Regions from separate parts of the Hordeum vulgare genome. Here region 1 is linked to region 2. Evidence: chromatin contacts called from public Hi-C data. All regions are on one chromosome and are shown on one strand. The core of a region is the stretch at or near the end of the contact, and the rest is flanking DNA. Distances in the headings are between cores, read along the strand shown. Region 1 holds the start of LOC123412906. Region 2 holds the start of LOC123413618 (protein JASON-like).

The links. A called contact is a pair of places that touch in the nucleus more often than the background predicts.
Region 1: a Hi-C map of seedling shows a contact between it and region 2, with 2.7 times the contacts expected there. The contact joins the promoter of LOC123412906 here to the promoter of LOC123413618 in region 2. A contact is called at or near these places in 2 of 6 Hi-C or Micro-C datasets (leaf and seedling).

Annotation. Positions count from the first base shown.
Region 1 is chr7H:596,923,022-596,927,481 of MorexV3_pseudomolecules_assembly, reverse strand. LOC123412906 reads right to left here and starts at 1,398. Exons shown (of 17, transcript XM_045105868.1): 1 at 753-1,398. The coding sequence starts at 1,379.
Region 2 is chr7H:596,648,295-596,652,882 of MorexV3_pseudomolecules_assembly, reverse strand. It overlaps LOC123413618 (protein JASON-like), which reads right to left and starts at 2,613. Exons shown (of 8, transcript XM_045106556.1): 1 at 2,352-2,613; 2 at 2,179-2,239; 3 at 1,988-2,064; 4 at 631-723; 5 at 481-551; 6 at 1-385. The coding sequence starts at 2,486.

The DNA of each region.
Region 1 (4,460 bases), core at 149-2,648, 280 kb before region 2:
CGTTTGCCAAATAGTTTAATTATGCAAGTGCCGATATTTTAGCAAAAAGTCATTTCCACCCTCTAAACATGCATTACATAAGCAGAATGCTAGAATGTTTGATATGATCTTTCCAAAACAATATGTAAAGCATTAAGGGTGAGTCTTTTGTTATCTGACAAAATATATCAGTGAACTCACTCTTTTCTTAAATAACTAACATAATCTTCCAATCCATCCTCCACTAGAGCCTCCCAGACAGAACGCTGCACAATTAAATCATGGATCCAAGGGCAGTATATTTGTGCTGTTTAGCTTTTTCTGGAAGGTTTTTCTCAGAGTCTACTTTACTTAAAACAGCTGATTTCAAATATGATGACAATAAGTGAATAACATTCTAGGCATGCAATTCCCATCACTTTTGTGTTTTTCTTCCTCAAGCACATTCAGCCAACATTACTTCTTTCCATGCAAAAATGGCAATTAGCTACCCAGAATACATGGATGCTGCCTCTACCACCCCATAAAACGAAAATTAGTCCTATTTAACTCACCTATACATCCTAATTAGACCAGATAGCAACACAATTCATACAGTCATGTACAATAAGAAGCAAATGTGTTACTAACAGATAAAACTTTGCACTTTGCATGTACAAGCTATATAGCCTGAAATTAAATGCATACATACAACTGAGACAAGCATCGACCATGGAACTCCATAGCCATGAACGAAAAAACATGTCGAAACGCAGTGCGGGAGGGCATATTACCAGCGCCTTGGCACTCTTCCCGAAGAAGGCTCCCGTGATCCTTGCTCTCACCCGGGGCTCCAGCCGCATCCACCAGTCCACATACCCCTTCTCCCTCCAGAAGGCCGTGGAGGCGAGCCCGGCCTTCTCCTTGACGCACCTCCCGACCCTCAGCGCCTTCTTCCCCCCAGCGCCGCCTCCCCCGGCCGCCGCCCAGGACATCCGCAGCGCGATCTCGACCCAGTTGGCGACGAGCTCCTCGATCACGTAGTACCCCTTGGCTTTCAGCCAGGGCAGCTCGGGGAAGTCCTGGGACGCCAATGCGGTTAAATCCAGCTCGCCGTCGCCGGCGCCTGCGCGGAGGAAGGCCCCGGCGGAGATCTCGTCCATGGCGGCGACGAAGGCGTCGAGGTCGGCCAGGAGGGGCTCGGCGAGCGTGAGCGCATCGGGGGTCGGGGAGGCGGGGGTGGCGGTGAAGAGGAGCGCGCGGGAGAAGAGCAGGTCGTGCGCGCGGGAGGCGGCGGCGGCGCGCGCGAGGAGGCCCCGGGAGAGGCGCGAGAGGACGGTGGGGGATGAGGGGTCGGAGGGGGCCGGGTCGGCGAGGACGAAGAAGGAGGAGTGGCCGCGGAGGCGGAGGCGGCGGAGCATGGAGAGGAGCGCGGCCGAGGCGGACGGGGGCAGGAGGGCCGTGCAGGCCGCCGCGCGCGCCGGCGGCGGGAGCGCGGCCAGCCAGCGCAGGATCGCGGCGCGCGGGGAGGGGGAGGCGGAGGCGGAGGGGCTGCTAGGGTTGGAGGCGTGGTAGAGGGAGAGGTGCGCCGTGAGGGCGTCGACGAGCTGGCGCGCGGTGCGCGGCGACGCGAGGGCGGAGGAGGAGGCGGCGGCCATGGTTGGTCGGAGCCGCGGGGTGTGTGTGTGTGTGTGTGTCCGTGTCTCGGTGGCCGGTCGGAACTCGGGGAATGGGGAGGAGCCGCCGCGCCGCAGCCGCACCGCACCGCACCGCTTTTTCTTTATGATGGCGGTGTGACTGTGTGATTCTGTTGTGCGGAGATAGTGGCCATGTTTTTCTTTGTCGTGTTTGGTCCTTTTAGAGCAATCCAACTCAGCGATCCATTTTATTCATTTTATTCGTTTGGGTCATTCGACACAAAAACTGGTCCAAGGGATGACCCAAATGAACGCGCGTGTCCGTCTGGTGTTCGCTTGTTGTCCATCCCGATCTAAACTGGAAGCAAAATTAGGTTATAAATGGATCCGTGACGGACAAAACTGGGCGCTCCCGTCGTCCGCTCCTCCCCTCTCGTGTCCGCCCTGGTCCCACCTATCAGCGGTCCGCCACTCCCCAAGGCCGCTACATGTGGTGTGGGGGCGCGACGGTCGCGCGACAGAGCAGCGCGAGATCGAGAGGGGGAGAGGAAGCAGTGGATTTATGCGCGTGCATCTCGTACCTTCAGGCCCATGTCGACGAACGGGCGGACGGATCGAGCGTCGGCTGTGGTTCGTTGGCTGCTCCACTGGCGATGTGTTCAAGGCGAGGCGGGGCGAAGGGGGCTGGGTTGGGCTGCCTCTGGTGCGTACGCCGTCGTTTATAACGATGGGCGGGGGCGAGGGGCGGAGGGAGGTTCGTTCCTCTAGGGGACTCGTGCTCGCGCCAGATGCGTGTCGGGATCGATCTCGGCCATCCGGTCCGGCAACGCGAGGGAGGCATGCGCTCGGCCGTCCCCGCGAGGTGCGGCCCGGCCCTGAGCACGCGCAGGTCGGCAGTGATGCTAGCGTTGGCCCTGGGAGAGAGCGAAAGGAACAACAGGGCGGGGTCGTCCGCTTTTTTGCATCTCGTGCGTTGGGTTCGTCCACAGGCCGCGCGTGTCCGCCTCATGTCCGCTAGACGGACGGACGACCCAAACGGACAAAAGTGTTGGAAATATGCCCTAGAGGCAATGATAAAATAGTTATTATTATATTTCATGTTTCAAGATAATCGTTTATTATCCATGCTATAATTGTATTGAATGAAAGCAAAGATACATATGTGGATATATAGACAAAACAATGTCCCTAGTAAGCCTCTAGTTGACTAGCCAGTTGATCAAGGATGGTTAAGGTTTTCTAACCATATGCAAAGTGTTGTCACTTGATAACTGGATCACATCATTAGGAGAATCATGTGATGGACTAGACCCAAACTATGAACGTAGCATATTGATCGTGTCATTTTATTGCTATTGTTTTCTGCATGTCAAGTATTTATTTCTATGACCATGAGATCATATAACTCACTGACACCGGAGGAATACCTTGTGTGTATCAAACGTCACAACGTTACTGACACTGGGCTCGGCGAAGTCGCATGGTCCTGCATGTCACGTGGGTGATGCACGTTATGCCAAGCGACAACAGGAGGCGTGCCAGCAGGAAACGGATGAGAAGGTTGTCCTTTTTTGTGCTAAGGGAGCAGGGCCACCGCCAGTTCCCAAAGCAATCCCTAAAGGTTTCCCCTTCAGTGCAAGAAGACTATGACGGGAGGATCGCCAAGGCGGAGGTCAACCCCGAGCCCACCAACGCGTCATGGCAGGAAGCTTTTGCAGGCGAAGACCACTTTTGTCAGGGTAGGCTGCAGTCTTGTCCCCCTTCAAACTGGTCGTTGTGGCAACCCTTCCCGCCTTGTTTCCGAGGGAAGAGGACCGTGGTCAGTGTAAGAGAGGGCAGGCTGCCACCGTAGAAGGGATCAACCCCAACACTAGGAAGAACTGACCCTTGTACTATCTCTCTCTCTCACCCTCAAGCAATCCACACAAGTAGGAGTAGAGTTTTACACCATGAGCTGGCCCAAACCTGGGTAAACTGTCATGTTCGCTATTCTTCTTCCTTAGACCCAACACGCTGGAGTGTCTCCGTAAGGTCGCGAACTAGAGTAGGGCGGGAGAACCCGCGCACACCAGAGTTCGAACCTCTTCGGTCCCTGGAGCCCCGATTCTGATATTTGGCATGCGGGGTAGGGATGCGCTGTGTTCCTGCTCCATTTTGGCTCCAGCTTCGCCAACTCAATGGCTGACGCTCACCGCGTGCGTGCCGAGCACTAAGCGGCCCGCGTCGCCGAGTTCGCGCCTATTTGCCACAACGGCGACGGTCGCTGTCACTCCGCGATGTTGGGGCTACTGCCGCCATCAACCCGGCTGCGTGCGAGAAGCAGGACTCCTCCATGCATCCTTCGGTGCAGCGGGACAGCCGCACCGCTACAGCATCCTCCGCCCACGCCCGCCTGGAGCATGTGAACACGCAGGTCGCGTCGCTCATGGCGCGCGAGCTGCTTCGATACCGCCTGGCGGACGCTGGCTACGACGCTTGGCTGGGCCGCACCATCGAGCTTGTCACTACCACCGAAAAAGCCCATGTGCCCTCTCACTCGCTTTGTCCTTCGCCTTCTCGCGCAGTGGACGTAGTGCACGGAGCACCTCTGCCACCTGCCTTGCATAACAATCCAGTCGAGCCTCGGTGCGACGCACTCTCGTGCAAGCAGCCTCACGGGGCACCTGCGCAGGCCCAAAATTGTCGCACTGTTTGTAGTGCCCCAGATGTAAACCTTGCCATATTTAGAACCTATTGCATGTGGGTCCACCTTGTCAATGATTTGATGTATCTAATTGTGCCATGACTTCATGTGATGTCCTTTGTATTCTTATTCCTTCCTTGCATGCATGCATGTCATATCATCTCTTCCATGCATCTTTATGT
Region 2 (4,588 bases), core at 1,364-3,863:
GACTGAATTTGAAGAGGTCTGCTGCAGTTTCCTGATATGCTTAGGACTGCTGGAGGGCAGCATTGGTGAAGAATCTTCTGGCAGTTCCGTTTGCTGAAGCTTGTTCTCAATCGGTCTCAAGACAGGATAGACAAACTGCTTGCGGGTGCGCACACGCTTCCTGGACATAGTAGACCCTGTGTGTGAAGTATAAATTGTTCCAGGGGTTTGCATCTCGTCTCTGAGAACCAAAGGTGTCGGGAAGGGTGAACCGTTGCAGTCAGACAACCTATTTTGCATTCTCCAGAATGGGGACTTATCATGGAGAACTGATCGAGGGACAGAATCAAGTAATTTGTCTTGTGAAACTTCAAGTTCAGTCATCAGATCCTCCTCACATTTTGAGCTGAAAGGTTGGCATACGACATCGATTATATATAATCTCATCACAGCCATATTAAAGAAAGTCCAAACACATAAGAAAACTGAGGCAGTTATTACCGTTCGGACGAATTAAATCCAGATAAAGATGTTGCTCCCATTGCAAGTCCATTGATGGACATGTCATCAGACTGCATGTCCAAAAAGAAGTCATCAGTCATCAGAGAAATGAAACTAATAACAAAATGATCTCACAGATAATGTCCCCACCTCATTAGCGGATTCAGAATTACTTTCATATGACACATTTCGAAGTTCAGCCGGGGTTTGCGATATTGTGCCATACAACTTGAGGTAATCTGCCTGTGAGGATTTAAGAGCCACATGAAAATTCAAATGAGGATAGAATAAACGCCTTAGTTCTTGGAATAGTTTACATATTCCCAATATCTGAAAACTAAGTCAGGTACTGCCAGAACGTAAAAAGGAAACAAATGCAGAGGATAAAACTATAATATGACAGAACAGACTGTACATGTGGCTGCAGATCAATAATATCAGCATCAGTGAGCCAATGAGATAGGACTAGGAGCGATGAAAAATTCTGGACTAAAACCATATGTTCCAATGCTTTGTTTACTGTATTTCTGCAAATAACTAGTTGTTGGTTTTCTATGCTTATATGTTATGACCAAATGAACTGGAATTTTCATGTAATGGGTATATATATGGTCAATCATTCCTTTGATATGTTCTGGTGAAAAATAGAACCTCCAGTGTTCTTTTTTGACTGCACGAAAGCAAATGTGCAGCTGGGGTAGCTAATATACCCACAGCTGTTTGTGCATTTGCACATATGTGAAGTATATCTGTAAAATATTACTCCCTCCGTCCCAAAACAAGCAAGTCACCAGAACATATCAAAGGAATGATTGACCATATATAATACCCACTACATGAAAATTCCAGTTCATTTGGTCATAACATATAAGCATAGAAAACCAACAACTAGTTATTTGCAGAAATACAGTAAACAAAGCACTTGTCATCGAAAATTATATGCCACAACTAGTAGTTACAGTGTGATGTTGGGTAAACATAAACCACTCATATAATGCTCAACAGAGAACTACAAGCACAATCAAATTCAATATAAACTGCTACCTTGTAGCAGATGGAAACCTAAAGGTAACACACATTGCAACCAAAAAATGAACCTTTAAAATGATCCGTCGAACTACAATGGGACCGTCAAAAAGGTCTTACACAGACATTCCCCACATGTGTGACACAGAAAAGGGACATGGGTTCATTCAGTTATTAGCTACTGCGTAAACTTAATAGTATCTCTCCATCTAAACTGTCCACATACATTGTGCGCTGTGGGGAAATACAGTAACACATATGTAGTCACAAGATGAGCCCGGAACTACAATCTGAAGTCACAGTAAGCAAGCGCGCACCCACCCACCCCGCATCGGTGACCCAAAAATGGGACATGGATTCACCTACCTGTCAGCAGGCACCGTGTAAACTTTAATCTCGATCTACATCTAAACCATCCACACACACACACACATCACGCGCATTGCAGAAACAGCATATTCATCAGTGTCATCGCACATACCTCTCGCCTAAGCTCCTCATCAGTGTCATCTCCGTCTGCAAGCAGCTGCTCGTTGGACCCGGTGCTCTCCGCAAAACCTGAAACAACACCACGCACGCATCGAAACGAACGGCGCAGAGGTCAACCACAGCACACCGGACCAAACCAAACCAAACCATACCGCGAAATCACGAATCTGACCGGGCACCTACCTTTCTCCTCGTCCGAGGCCCGGAGCGCGTCCCCTCCCCGGTCCTTGTGCACGGGCGGATCCTGCGCAGACGCGAACGCGCCGGAAAAAATAAATAAATCGTCGCCGCCTGGGCCAGGAGCACGGAAGAATCGAGGGGCCGCAGGAGGGTGGGGGAGGTAGGGTTTGGCTTACCCGGTTGGCGGAGGCGGGGCTGTCGGGACCGGGGCCGGGGCGGCGGAGGCGGAACCAGGAGAGGAAGCAGTCGACGAGGACGGCGTCGAAGAAGGCCACCACCGCCCTCACCAGCGCCTCCGCGCACCCGCACATCGCGCCCCCCGCCGGCGGCTAGGGTTCCGCTACCGCCGACTCGCCGCGGGATCGGGGACGGGATGGGGACGGACGGACGGAGGAGGCGGCCGTTCGAAATGGGAGACACGGGGGACCGGAAAGAGGTAGCCGTAGTGAGTGAGATGAGATAAACTCGAATGAGCCCGGGGCGACGGGCCAGGCTCTTCGAGTCTCGGCCCGGTCAGTCAGCAGGGCTGCTGCTTCGTGTCCATCGCGGCCCGGACCGCCTCCTCCGTCACTGGGCCGTCGTGCCGTGGCATTAATCAGCCTGGGCCACGCTCGGGCGACGAACGAACGGGTCTCGCGAGGGGTGGCGCGATGCGAACGTGATTTGAGCTGACCGCGGTGGTGGATTCGGGTGGGACAGAAGTCGGCGTCGGGAATGAGCGAGGGACACTGTAGGCACGAAGAAAATGGGTTCCTCCGACGCCGACTGTTCGCCGGCCGCGGGGATTTTCCTGCGGATTCCGGCGACGAGCTCCTTGAAGAAGATGTGGCTGCGAGATAGGGCTTTGGCGCCGCCTCATTGACATTGGCACCAATAAGGCCATAAGGGGGAAGGAAGTTGCGTGGGGATCCGTTCAAGTTACTTGTCAATTAACTCGCCTTCTTCCTGCCTTCTTCCCGCCTTCCCGGGTTTTCACCCGGAAGCGGGGTAAATGGGGTAAATGGTGTAGATCACATGTTTCATGCATATGACCGGTTTCTCTTCGTGCGTCATGCCGGTATTTGAGTTTTATGCGCCGATCGACTAGTTGCTCTAACGCGTAGTATACGATTTGATGCATCGACTAGTTCATCAAAGATTTTTTACAACACGTCAAAGCGGACCACACAAATGTATATAGATGTTTTGGTTTGTCGTCGACAGATCCAATCGCTGAGGTAAAGTCTGGCCTCCCCTCAAAGCTAATCATGTGAGCCGATATTGTTTTCATAGTGAGAGGGGCTATATTTTTTGGACCGTGGTCCAAAGACCTCCCTCTATATTAAATAAGCGGAAGAGAGTTGTCTAATAATTAGTGATAACCCACACCATGAACACTTAGTCCACAAACAAATAGTACCCTCGACTGACCATCTTATCTTACAAACATGATCACGAAAGGAGCAATTTTTGATATTGACGAGGCTAAGTTGCCTCGTTTAGTACTACTAGCAAAAAGGCCCGTGCGTTGCAACGGGATATAAAAAAGTATGCATTAATCACTTAAAAAAACCATGTATTGATCATTTATTGTCCACGGTCCTATCAAACGCGACCACCTAATTCGGGTCCCCGTGCCGAATGCCAAGGAGAAGAAGATGATTGAGACAAAAGAAAAAGGAAAGCTGATGGTCGTTGTTCTTTTTAGTGAAAGCGTGCGATGGGGTCGGCCTCATCCACTTCTCCCCGTCCTCATCTAGACACACTTGCGCCCTTGCCGACAATACCAAACTGTAGCCCTAGCCAGCTCCATCCACCCTCCGCCACAGGGTTTTTCAGCAAGGGAAAGGGTAAGCTCACCCAGGTGCAAGCTCTTCGCTGACGCCGTCGTCACCTCCCGCGGAGCAAGAGACGGCCTATCTCCTGCATTGGAAGTCATGCCATCTAGCGGAGGAGTGTGTCCACGCTGAGCGGATTTAAACATAGGCTAACGTTTGACCTGTGTTTTAATGTTTAATTATCGTTATTTAGGCTTTTATAATTCTATGGTTTTACTCCGTATTTAAAAATTTGTGTCGAGGCCTACGTGGATGCATGCATCGATCCAAGTGAAAAACGGACATCAGCGTTTGTTCGGCTGATCCAAACGGATAAAAAATAAACGTTTAAGTCGGGATGTTAGAGTTTCAGTCGAACACTCGCACACAATCCAACGATCTTTTTAAAGAAAAACAAACATAATTCAGCGGATGAGCACATAAAAAAAATTGCAGTTGGTACATCCAACATCTTTCGATGGATGTACATCTAGCAAGAACGATTGATTAAAAAAAGAAATAGCAATAAGCACTAAGGGACCGGATGGTTATTAGAAGAGCCGGTTTTGGGCCGTGGCTTCTGGGATGGGGTAAATCCCCACCGAGACGAGCTACTT